Regions from separate parts of the Mus musculus genome. Here region 1 is linked to region 2. The links are chromatin contacts, called in public capture Hi-C maps. All regions are on one chromosome and are shown on one strand. Each heading gives the region's core, a stretch centred on a gene start, on an enhancer-like site or on the middle of the called end of the contact. The rest is flanking DNA. Distances are from core to core; before and after follow the strand shown. Region 1 overlaps Fhit (fragile histidine triad gene). Region 2 overlaps Fhit (fragile histidine triad gene).

Region 1 (6,598 bases), core at 1,912-4,411, 300 kb after region 2:
CCTTTGTGCCAGTTTTTGCATTTGAGGTTTCTTCCTGAAACAATACAGAGGAACCATATCCCTAACTCAAACACTGTAAAACAAAATGCATTCTGTTCTCATTCAGCTGTATGTGCGTGTTTGTATTTCAATATATGTTTTAATCTATAATATATTCAATATATCAACATTATAGAATTCAATCTTGAATTCATTGTTGTCCAAATCTTTGCCTCTGCTTTTCATCTCTGCTTCATTAGTTCCTAGTAGAACTGAGCTAAATCTCTAACTATAGTTGTCAAATCAATGGCAAAAGCCATAACTTCCAGTTTTGTACATCACAATGTTATATACTCATGCATCTACATTCTGACTTATCTCACTATTTATTGCTTTGCTCATATTTCACAAAAATGGACTTTTTTTTCATCATCCCATCTTCAGCCTGGACCCTTTTTAGATGCTTGTAAGATAAAGAAATCATGCACCCCAGCTAGCATCTTGTTTTCTCTCCCTTAGCCAAGATGCCTGGTAAATTTAACCCCTATGGTTCTGCCACTCACTCTTTACATTTGGTGTCATTATCCAATGTTGTCATTAGGTTTGGCTCTCTTTTTTTCTTCCCTCATGCCTATCTCAATTAAGGTAAGATCTCTGCCTTTCTGATTAGGTGAGGCTGGGAGATGAGTGAACCTGCAGGATGTGTTATCTCTACTCCTCATCACTGGGATAATAAGGTGTATCCAACCTGTCCATGGATTCTGTGAATTGCACTCAGGTCCTCATCACGTACTCTATTGAGCTTTCTCTACAATACCCTTAGCTCACCCTTACTCCTGCTGTTGTCTTTCAGATACTACACTCTACCTTTCTCATGTTTGAATTTTGGACATGTTCAAATGACATGGCCTATAATTTCAAATAATTGCATTATTTTTTCAATGTCACTGCTCAATTTTCCATCTTATCAATATACTGCATGTTCACGGGTGAAACACCCTCTTCCTCATACTGTGAAGCAATGGCTTCCAATATCGCTGCCTCTTTAACCTGAGCCTCCTCTGGTTATTGGTGCACAATTTTCTTCAAAATTCAGTTATCCCTCTAATGGAACACCCATGTACCTTACACTGTCTTGACTTGGTTAGAGTTTTACTGCTGTGAGCAGACACCATACCCAGGACAATTTTTATAAGAGCAACATTTAATTAGGGCTGGCTTATAGGTTCAGAGGTTCAGTCTATTACCATCAAGGTTGGAGCATGGCAGCATCCAGGAAGGCATGGTGCAGGAGGAGATAAGAGTTCTACATCTTCTTCTGAAGGCTGCTAGAAGACTGGCTTCCAGGCAGCTAGGACTAAAGTATTAAAGCCCATGCCCACAGCAACACACCTACTCTAACAAAGCTACGCCTTCTTAAAGTGCCACTCTCTAGGCCAAGCAATACAAACCATCACAGGTCTTTAAAAATCTGCTTAGTGGAGAAGTTTCCTGAATATGGATTCCCTAGAATCAAAAGTTGTCATTACTAATTGATTAAAAGAATCTAAATTCTCTACTTATCATTTTGTAATCTTCCTCCTAGATTTCCTTATTTATTTTTGTTATACTCTAGTTTCTAAAATTAATTTTAGAAAGGGTCTACATGTATATGCTGTGAAATTCTATTCATAATAATATATTTAGTTAACCCTTTCACTTAAATAAGCAGTCTGTAATAACAGTCTAAACTCTAAGTTTGACTGTTTCAAAACTTCTGACCTTGGCTTCATTGTATCCTCACACAACTGTAGAAGATAATTGGCTGGCATGCAGATTACTTTTTAACACAGGATGTTCTGGTTTCAAATCTCAAAATAAGGTCTGCATAAGGGCCTAAGCATAAGACTATATATTAATATCCTTCCATTACCATATAAATTATCCCAAAGCCAAAGGCTATCCTCTTCTCAAGTCTCTAAAACAGGATTTCTGTCTCTTCCTAGTGTCTGTTGGCTTACAACAACCCCCCATGCTCCCTGGCATGGAAATTTCATCACTCCAGACTCAGTCTCCCCAGATACTCCATCTTGATGAGGCCTTTTATGTATGTCTTCACATCTTATACTAATACAAACTGAGAGCAATACAAAGGAGATATCTCAGTTGGCAAACTTCTTGTTGCCTAAAGCTTTCAGTGAGACTCTTTCTCAGAACACAAGATGGATAACTCCTGAGGACAATACCTCAGAAAGACCCCTTGCTTCTACACACAAGTGCACACACATGTCCATGTATCTGCACACACACTATTAACAGCATTAATGAGAGAAGGTGGTATATTTAGGGTCCAGCCTAACTTGCATCATGAAGCAATCATATCTACAGAGTCTTCTAAGTAAGGACATATGCTGAAGATCCTTTCAGTGGGTAGGCGTGACTGAACTACCATTTCTGATAGTTTTATATCTCATAAAGTGTGTGTGAGGTCGTTGGTTTCCATCACATTCTTTAGATGTTTGGTTTATCTTCAGATACTCTTTGGCACATGGTAACACTTCAGCTTTTCAAAGATTCTGATAGTTCTATTCATTCTGTTTTTCTCAATGGTCCATCTGAGTTTCCTCATATCTGTTTCATCCTGATGTTCTTTGAGATGAGAAAACTGAGATGCACTGGTTATTCATTCATTCATTCACTCAGCTCTTAAGGCTTACTTATATCCAGTGTTTCCCCTGTATCCTGGCTACCCTGCCGTGAATTTCCTTCCTTCTAACATTCCACTCTTGCCAATAAACTCATATAGTTCTATTACATATTTTTACATTCGTCTAGTCTGCAAACAATTTATAACACGGATGCCCTCTGATCTCTTCACTAATTCTTCTTCTCCTTTGATGATAGACATAACTCTAAGCACTCTCTTTCTGGAGGAAGAAATGGAGCCAGAGTTAAGAATTCTCTACCTGATTTAGCTGTGCCATCCCCTCTCTGACCCTCTGCAATGGCATGAACTTCTCACCTTCGGATCACATCTAAAACCGAGAGACGCTGACATACATTAAGCATTCATCATTGTCTAGTACATGGCATAGGCAGCCAAAATAGTAATAATTTTCAACTTCCTTTCTTCCTCTACAGTGGTCTAATACTGTCTCTCTGGTAATTGTACAAATTGCATAGCTAATAGACTTATTTCCCCAAATTTTAATTTCACTGAAAAAGAGAACTATTCCAGAGACTGTAAAGAGAAAACAAGTATGTATGTGGTCTACTCTGGTTCCACAGTAAGAATCAGCAGTGTGATGGGAAGATGCAGGCATCCAGGATCTGAAATTGTCTGCAAGAAGGAGATAAATATTAAATATTTTACTCTCATATGAACATGGCAAAAGCAATTTTATTTTAGCCCAAAGTAAAACTGCTGAATCATTTCTACCAAACATGAACGTTAGATGTACTCTGTTAAAATTCCAAATGAAAATCATATCCAGAAAAACCTATTTCTTAGCCAACATGGAGATAATGATTTCTGGAATTCAGAAAATCAAGGACTTAGTTATGGGACTCACTCAAAGGGTCATGCTCCTGAATTATATTTATTAATAGATGTCAGTCAGTAAAGAACTTGGTGTTCCCTCCTGTTATAAAGAAAAGAGGAAGTAGGTATGATAACCAAAACCACGCTCTTATATATGTAAGCTTTCTTTCTTCTTCTTGATATTCTGTGGCAGTAACTGCTTTTGCTTTTAACCAAAACTGTAAGGTTCTGGAATTTCCTACATCTCCCAAATTTCCATTCATGAAAAGTATCATCTCTCTACCTCCCTCCTATGACCTACATGTGTCCTCTGTCCATCTGCTAACACCCTAGCTCCTCGTCACTCTTGGAAGCTAGGAAGAGGACATGAGTTTAAGAACTTCCTCTTCAAAGTTAACCAAATAGAAAGGAACTAGCACAGAGATTTCTGTGCCTTATATGAATAAGTCTGTGACTCAGCACAGCTGCTTGGTTTTGTTGCTGATAGGAATAGTTGAGCTATAGGGTTCATAGAATAAGGTTCAATGGCCAGATCGAACAGTGACAGATCATTCCATGGTCGGCCAGGTTTATCCCTGGTTTGCTTTTAAATGTTATGCTAATGTCTCACTAAACTGCCAAATGCTTCAAATCTTGTTCCAAGAAAGAATAGCTAACTCTAGAATTTCTGGGTGGAAAGGGGCTTGTGAGATCACTTAGATCCAGCAGTCGCACTTTAGAGACACTGAGCATGTCCAGAATGCAAGTGGCCTACTCAAATGAGCACTGAACTTCAGTGGTCTCATGGATCTTTATAAAGTGTAAGATTTAAGGATTCTATAAACTTGAGACCCTAATTTAAGAAGTTAAATTATAGATAACTCACTTTGGGGGCATCCCTTAGTATTGAAGGCATGAGCAATACTCATCCTAAGAAATTCAACAGAGGATTCAGAATATAAGCCTATGTCTATTAATTCCACATTGCCTCTTCAAGCACAGACTACTATGAACTGACTTTTTAATTTTTATTTAGATCCTCCAAAATCCATGACCCATACTTGGAACCTCAGGACTTCCAGTAACCACACGACCAAACCCATAAAGATGAGAAATTCTATACCACTGACTACCAAGAAGCCGCTGGGTCCCACTTCATAGTTAATACCTCCCTAGTCCATACAGCAAAAAATTTCTCCAAGGCCAATGCAAAGATGCTATGTTTCTGCAAGCAGGTTAGCCATTCCAGCTCTAGCCTGCTGACTAGGAACATGTGCTTCACCTGAGAGATACAAACAATGCATATTGTGCAGCACAGCAGAGATACACTTTAACGTGTAGAAAGAACTCCCCTAGAGTGCTAGCTATAAAGCCAAGCTGATTTAAATCAACTTGAAAGCTTTCAAGACAACCAGATTCTTAGGCTCTGTCACACCCTAACTCCAACAGAACTTCCATAAGGGTTAGACAGACTTGGGTACAATATCTGTTTTCTTTTTCAATTGATCATATGAATGTGGCATGTTCCTTTGCCTGTTTGCCTCTGTGATACAGGGCACCAATAATTTCCTCCCATAGAACTTCTTAAGGACCTAATAAGTATTTGGTTAACCGCTACCTTTTTATCCCAGCAAAAAATAGCCATGGATGTTTTTTAATGGCCAAGAGATAGTTGTTAATTAATACAAAATTTAATACTGGTAAGAAACGTAGTACTGTTATTATCATAGAATGGCATCTAGTCAGTAAAGAGAAAATAAAATTTGGCCCGGTACTGCGTAGATGATGCTACCTCTCTTGTGCCATGTGTCAGTTAAAACCCAGCATCCGAATAACAGGAACAGCAGCTGGTGCTTACTTCCTGCTTCCAGCCTTTAAAGGTTTACATTAGACATATCCTTAAAGCTCTGGGAGGCCGGATGGAAGCAGCACTTTGCACACCTGCCCTCATACACCCTTCTGATTGCCACTTAGAACAATTCCTAGATTTAAAGATTACCATGTTCAGAAGATATTAAACTTGCAAGGCTATTGAAACCAGTGGCTAAATAGTTCTCAGGACATGTTTTGTAATGTGTTGTAGTCAACAGTCGTGTAGGGGAGATGGCTCATTTCCATATAACTTCTGTCAATATTGGACATTCTCTAATACGCTAAATCTGTTATACAAATTGTCATTACTTCCAAATTCAATATAGAGGGAATGACTTCTTCAAAATGTCCTAGCCAGAGCAATCTACCATGAACACTAATGTCTCCTAGGCAACCAGGAAACCAAACATGATAAAAAGAAACACTGCTCCTTTTGTTAAAAGATTGGGAAAAAAAAGTCTTTTTTTTTTTTTTAATGAGAAAATTGAAGATGTTATTTCATTAGAGCTGGGGGGTGCTAAGGTTCACTGTGAATAATAAAACAATCTCCCAATTTTATGTCCTGACAAAACTCTGTGAATGGCAAAACTCTAGATTAACCTCTAGCAAGCCATCAGATGCCGTGTGCTGGACTTTTCTAATGGCTCTCTATCGGTGGGGGTGGGAAAATCTGTACTCCAGCGTGTCTGAAAACTAATTTAATGGTTCAATTGTGAGTTCAAGGCCAGACTGGTCTACAAAGCATGTTCCTGGACAGCAAAGGATGTTACATAGAAAACAAGGAAAAAGAAAGGGAAGAAGAACAAGGAAGAGGGGGTAGGAAAGAAGGGGAGGGAGAGGGAGAAGAAGACAGGGAGAAGGAGGAAAAGGAAGAAAAAGAGGAGGAGGAGAAGGAGAAAGTAGCTAAGTTAAAAGATGGCAGACACGCTTAAGGAATACTGCTGGCCTTTGATCCCTCTATGAGTCTTGTGACTTACGAGTGTGTGGAGATGTCAACTAGTTGGTAGCAGAACGAACCTGGATGATAACAAGAGAAGGAAAGAGCACTATCATGTGAGAGGTCTTGGAAAAAGTCTAAATAATGGCTGTTCAGCAGAGGAGGCCTGTTTGACTGTACTCATGTGAAACTTGGAGCAGCATCAACTTTTATGATACTCAAAGACAAAAGAAGCAAAAAAAAGAAAGAGCATTTAAAGGCATCTATGTACCTGTGCATAAGGGGAAATCTAAAATTGATTGGTGATTTCC
Region 2 (6,863 bases), core at 2,521-5,020:
GAAGTTTTCAAGAAGTCTACTAGCATTTACTTCTACTTCCTAAGGAGCCCTACATAGATTTACAAGTTCATCTCTATAAAGCTTTAAAGTTTCATTAGAGCAGAAATGAAATAGTTGTGGATATCTTCATTCCAGAAGCCAGGCTGCCCCTGAGACATGGTGTTTGTGAGTCAAAGACAGACACTGTGGCCTCATGGCATATCCAGTCATGACCATGTGACGACGAGCAGAGAAAACAAGATGCTGCAATTTCAATAAGTACATTTGCTTTCAAATCCAGATTTTCATTTGAAAGCCATTAAGATGCATATGGCCAGAAAGGCTGATTATGATAAACACAAATTGGTTTGTAATGAAGTCTTTCATGGGCATTGTAACATCAAGAAAAGTTAGAGAGGAAGATGGTACGGGACTCTGAATACCTATTATAAACTGAAGAAAGTATGTAGCTGACACATTTTAGCCACTCCTAATGGTTAAGAGCTGCTTTGAACAAGTGTATGGAATTGTCTTCAAGGAGACAGAGATTGCGACTTTTCACAGAGTTCTGATTGGTTGCAATAATCTCTAAAACTATGACACTTAAGTATGTGATAGTAATTACTTCTAGAGAATCAAAATTAGAAATGGAATGGGGAAACGTAAATAAGAACAGAATTCAGAGACTTCTCTCTGTTTCACAGTTGCTGACTTTGTCATATGGCTCCCTAATTCTGTGAACTCCCAAAATAAAGAAAAGGCAGGTGACCCAGGTAAACTCTCTAACATGTGGCATATACCTACAACTAGTGGGAAGTCTGAAGCTTTCTCCGTGAAGATAAATACTGTGCAAAAAGCACGCATAGCACCCAGTATGCCCTTTCTCAAAGCAGACAGACAGACAGACAGACAGACAGACAGAAAGACAGATAGGCAGGCACGCGCACGCACACACACACACACACACACACACACACACACAATGTTTTCCTTTCCTACAACCTTCATAGAATCCATGACAGTCACCAATGCTAAAATACATCCCAATCATATGGATCCACACACTGTTCAAAGTTCCCTTGGGATGACTCTGGTCTCCAATACTTCTTTATTTTCTAATTTATTTATTTTCTTAAAGTTTGAGATCACAGTAAGTTATAAGATGGAACAGGAAAAGCATGCATACCTTCAACCAGTGTTGCACAATTGCTACATCTATTTTTCCTGTGCAGCACAACACACATACCACAACTCATAAATATACATACATACATACACACACACACACACACACACACACACACACACACACACGTATACACACATACACTAACCCACCCATGCACAAATGCGCACATGTGAGTACACACATACACACACATACACACACACACATACACACATGCCTGTTATCATTAATTATTTGCCACCCTTGTCTTGGCAGGATGTCTAATCCATTCCAGAAAAGAGGATTTGAGCCCCACACAGTGACAACTCACACCTGTGAGAAGCATATTCAGAGTCTTAAAGGAAAAAAATAAAATAAAATTTCCATAATGCAGAGAGCTCATAATGCACTGGATACTAGAATATGTAACTAGAAAGTAGGGAGGCAAAGATCCTCAAGACTTGATGTTTTATGTAGCAGACAATGAAGAAATAATGCAGATTTTAAGTGGCCTTCTAAGCAAAATGATGTCCTTCTAAGCTAACATGTTATATTGATAACACACAGGAACGGGGAGGGAAATGTTTTCAAAAGAATACTTGGCCTAAGTCTAAATGCCAGGAGTATTGGGTTAGAAAACCAAGCAAACAAACAAACCATTGAGAGCAGATTTGTGCCATTGTTGTAACAGAATATGACAGAATGAGTCTGAAAAGCCATTCCCAGTGATATGTAATATGAACATACTCAAATGGTATCAATTTCAATTAGTTAGGCTTCAAGAGGAGTCATGTGGTATTTGGACTCCGACGTGAAATCAATATTGGCCTTATGGATACTTCCCATGTACCACAGCCCTCCATTCCAATCTACTCCTCTCCCCTCAAGAATCAATACAAAAACCTTCTATCTGCCAGAAAACAGAGTAATCTTTAAGTGGAAATAGGAATCTAAATTACAGTTGTAAATGTCGAAAGCCTGTATTGTGTGGATTTTGCTGATGAGATATTTGATGTGACTTCTTGTTATTCTTAGGGCTGTACTCATGAGCATATAACAAGGGTGGTTTAAAGGCCTCAGTGCCACAAATTAGATTTTCCTTAAGAAATCCTGTCCTTGACATCTTTTTTGATTATCTAAGAAGAATGAAACAGATATTTTCAGTTAATTAGTGCTAAGGCATGTATTTTGCATTAGCTTTAAGTTTACCAAAATGGCTTTAAAAACTTGAACAGATGGCAGAATTATAATAACATTTTCTTGTGATTTTTAGGTTAAGAACAAAGGGTCCTGAGATTTCTTCTCCTGTCTAACTTTTCCATAATGTGAATGCATTTAAAAGATAGGATGCATTTGGTTTTAGTTCTTGCCAAAGTGTAGACAACTCCAGCTCACCTAGATGAGTATTAGGAGATGTGGGGATACATGAGAGGGTATTCCAGGACAGAAGCATCAGAGCACAGAGATAACTCCATGATTAGATAGGCCCTGTGGGTTAGAGTGGTGCTTGGCAGGCAGATGGACACAGGGTGTGGCAGGGATTTTGTGTGGGTAAAGTGAACTTCTACCCAGGATACCTGGCATGGCAAGAAGCTCTGATAGGCAGAAAGAGCAGTCACAGACTAGAGGTGGAGAACTTAGCCTCTCACTGGCTGCTTCCAGGCACTCTGTGCAGAATCCAGACAGCCAGAACAGCCTAATTTTCAAAGTTAATCTCCAATTGAAATTTTGTTTGTGAAATCATATTTAACAAAATATATGGGGAGCTAGGAACTCAACCTGTGGTCTGTAGGTGACCATTACACACTGGTTGACAAATGACATGGGTCTATACGAGATGCTCACCTTAAAGGCCTGGCTTATCTCAGATACTGTCTGTGAGATAGGTTGACCCTTGGAATAAAAACACATTACCTTATTAACGGAGTTGTCCTCTAACACATGGCCTCGTGACTTCTGACAGAAAGTCTGCCTGGATCTGAAGAAATGACCCACCCCTGCCACCTGTGTGGGACAATCTAACGCTCTGAGTTTCCCAATGCATGTCCCTTTCACAGCCTTCTTGACTCAGATTTTTCCTAAGAGCTCTCCTAATTGCCCATCTGAAGCCTCAGCCAAGTCAGCCATTAATAAGTGAATCAGCAAATTCTCAGAGCAGGTGGGGGTTTGTTTTGGTTTGGTTGTTTTGTTTTGTTTTAAAGCTTTCTTTTGCTTTAATTTTGAGGAAGCATCAGGTATCTTGTACCCCGTGGTTTTGATACTATCAACACGAAGCTCTCTGGGTGCCTCCGGCCACAGCAAATGTACCTTTTCTTTCTCAAACCTTCCTCTGAAGGCCCTGCAGCCTTTTAGAACTCGATCATAAATTCTGTTTTTTTTAAGTTACTTAACTTAGGGCATTCTGTCTTAAGACATCCACACTGACCAAGATCATGTATCACCTTGTTTTGCTCCCCTGACACTGAAGAGAGAGAGGTTTTATTGTTATGCTGCTTTGGTAGATGAGCACACTGTGGAGAAAAGCAACAGTCTCGTTGACACAAAATAGAAAGGCCCGGGGCCGGCAACTATGAAGCATGTTATTCCTGACCCAGTTCCTTTTTCAATTTCTACTTCCTCCAACCGATCACTTTAATCATTCTGTCTGGTTGCAGTAACTGCCTTGGTCAGTGCTAACATTGCCCTAGCCACACCCCTTTCGACATTGCCCCACTGACTGGTGAAGCTATCAATGATTCGCTAATTGTTCTCTACTTTTACCCTTCCATTCAAGCATCCACCTTCTTGAGAATACACTAAAATATAACTCTTGTCTAGCTGCGCGCGCGCACACACACACACACACACACACACACACACACACACAAAGCATTGTCTTTAAGGCACTTTGTTATTCTATAATTATAGGTAACTGATAGGCATGAGGAATCTTAGGCACACAAATTACTTCTTGTTACTGTGAAGCTTGGTTAGGTTCCTCCCATCCAGCTGTAGAAAAGCTGGTTTACTTTCACATGATTTCAAAGTAACTTTATTTCTAGCCTATAAACAAGTTTGTAGTTTGAATTTTCTCAGACTAGTTATAACCTCTACCATCTCCTTCAGAATTAAACAATTTTAACAAAGGTTGGCTTGTACATCTCCATGAGTCATGACTTTACCTACTACTGAAAATTATTATTTCACATGTGTATCTTCTAATTAGTCTTTGTTCTAAAGCCTCTGATTGTTATTCGAATATTCTAGAACCTTCACGTAGCATTTCAATCTTAGTTAGAACCGACTGCATCCTGTCTTACCCATCCTGAGCTATAATTCTCCTAATCTAGACAACAGATTTCACCTTCCTGATTTCTTCCTTGATCATCCTTCTACCTAGGATGTGGCTTTCCTCAGAATGTTGAACACCAATAGTTGCTGGGATCTTTTTACTCTGTTTAGAGGTTACATGCTCATCTTTACAAAAAAAGACCTGGGGACCCTGGATACTGTTTTTACTTTTTAGAAAGTCCCACTGTTAATTTCTAAAATGAAAATCAATAAGTAATTGAATCTGTGATTCAGTACCTTCTGTCACATTAGTTTGTTCCATTAAAACACCTTCTCCGCCTTCTGCCTGATGACAGACATCATGCTGCATCTCAGAAACATACAAAACCTGTTAGGAAAACAGTAGGGCTGCGGAGAGAGCTCATTTTGCAAAGGTCTTGGTTTGCAAGCCTGAGACTTGAGTGGACTCTCCAAAGCCCACATGAAACTAAGCTGGGCAATTAGCAATGTGCTTGAACCCCACACTGGAGAGGAAGGGACAGGTGATCCCTACAAACTGATGACCAGGTATCCCAGGATAACACCCATGTTTCAGGCCAGTGATGTTGTTTCAAACAAAAGGTAGCTGGCACCCAAGGAATGACCCAAAGGTTGTCCTCCATCCTCCACACACTTGCACATATGTGTACTTAACTGCAACTGCCCCTTACCTCCAAGAAGCAAACAAAAAGGACCTTGTTTATGACTTTCTTAAATTAATTTAGTGTCAGACACATCTCAGAACACTGGATGTGTAGCTCAGTTTAATCTTTATAACATTACTAAGAAATGCATAAAAACTCTTTTCTCCTTTCTAGATTGGTAAACTAACTGAGTTTTAGAGTGTTACTCTAAAGTACAAGTACTCAAGTGACAATCAGCACCAAGACTGAAAGAGTGCCCCCTGCAGGGGCTATATGCTTTTGACACTTGTTTAGGCCAAGCTGGGTTCTTACCTGATGGTCTCACTTGACAACCTCCAGTGGTTCTCCCACACTGGGGTGCCAGGCCACTCATTTGTTGGGTGACAAAGATAAAACCAATTCCTTCCTGAATCCTTTGTAGTTTATATTCTTAGTTTACAAAATCCCAATCTAAAGCAAAGCTAAATGTAGGGCCACTAGGCTTCCCACCAAGTCCAAGAAGTTATACACCCTGCTCTCCAGCTTCTTCCTTTAATTTTTATTTTCAATTGATGTACAATATCTAAACAAGTTTATGAGATGTAATGTTATCATTAACTAATGTATACAGATGACATCAGGCAATTGCTACTTCTATTGATCAAAATAATATCATTCTCATGTGTTTGCAACCTTCAAGCTCTACTGATCCTATTACGGGGAGATGCATAACTAATGGTTGTACATTACAGTTCACTACTGTACTATAAACCCTCAGAAACGCATCTCTAATGGAGGTGCTCTGCCATCCATTAACTATATTTTTTCTATCCTTGCCTCCTTCACCTTCTGTTCTGTTCTGACCTTATTTAAGGATGTGATTGCTCTTTAAGCTTTGATGCATTTTAAGTTCATAGTTCTCAAACTTCTCCATGGAAAGAACATAGGCAAAGAGAATTAACATCTATTCTGTGAAGGAGAAAGAAAGCAATGGAGAAAGGAAGAGGGAAGGTGGAGTGTGACAAGCTGTAAATATCCTGAGGCCTTGTGTGTTATCTTAAAAATATCTCAGGATTTTATGTACACACAATATATTAGCATGGGCCTTTGTGAAAAATCTACTATAAATATTATAACTAAGTGAACTTTTGAGAAAGGTGACTTATCTAACTTGTGGTTGGGAGAGGTTGCTATGTGACTGTGCACTATAATTTCCCAGAACAATTTGAAATCTGAATGCAGGGGTGGCTAAGATGTCTCCCCTAGTATTGGCCCTGCCCCTTGTCTGGGCCAAGAGCTGACCTCAATGACATGGATACAGGAGAGCTTTCAAGCTGACCAACTCAGAGACCACCAAGGTACAGATCCATGGCTTTGAGCTGGCCCAACCCAACATCTACCCCATCTATGAGCTGCTGGAGCTTGCAAAGGTGCTGGCCCAGCAGAACCAAAGCCATGGGATCTCCAGGACTCAGGGCAACAGCAGGATGCACAAGCACATGTATGAGGATCCAGTACTGATGTAAGAAAAGCCAGAGATATCAGAGATGAGAAATGACTCTTTGAAATGAACATTTGCAAGTAAAGATGTTTGGGCAAAAGGGTATGTGAGACATCACAACTGCCAGTGCCTCTACAACTAATGACTACGTGACCAAGAGGTAGGAAAAACAGAGGAGCAGAGTGCTTCACTCACAGCAGAACTGGACATGGAAGCTGGGTCGGGTGTGAGAGAAGAAGGCTGCAGTTGATAAAGGTTGATAGGACTTTCTCAGGGAAAGGTT

The links. Capture Hi-C pulls out chosen DNA fragments and counts their contacts.
Region 1: a contact with region 2 is called in a capture Hi-C map of bone marrow-derived macrophages, with 6 times the contacts expected there. The contact joins two enhancer-like sites. A contact is called at or near these places in 2 of 484 Hi-C or Micro-C datasets (bone marrow-derived macrophages and macrophages), 1 of 115 datasets of contacts at active chromatin or transcription factors (bone marrow-derived macrophages) and 1 of 9 other capture datasets (bone marrow-derived macrophages).

Annotation. Positions count from the first base shown.
Region 1 is chr14:10,426,965-10,433,562 of GRCm38.p6, forward strand. The region is part of intron 1 of Fhit (fragile histidine triad gene); the gene reads right to left. Among named protein-coding and RNA genes, the nearest start is that of Fhit, 23 kb to the right of the region's middle. Within about 2 kb of position 3,162, at least 78 of the 459 cell types and tissues checked have an H3K27ac peak or open chromatin away from gene starts, as enhancers often do. A contact at or near this core is called in bone marrow-derived macrophages and macrophages, where this site is marked.
Region 2 is chr14:10,130,296-10,137,158 of GRCm38.p6, forward strand. The region is part of intron 2 of Fhit (fragile histidine triad gene); the gene reads right to left. Among named protein-coding and RNA genes, the nearest start is that of Fhit, 320 kb to the right of the region's middle. Within about 2 kb of position 3,771, at least 13 of the 459 cell types and tissues checked have an H3K27ac peak or open chromatin away from gene starts, as enhancers often do. A contact at or near this core is called in bone marrow-derived macrophages and macrophages, where this site is marked.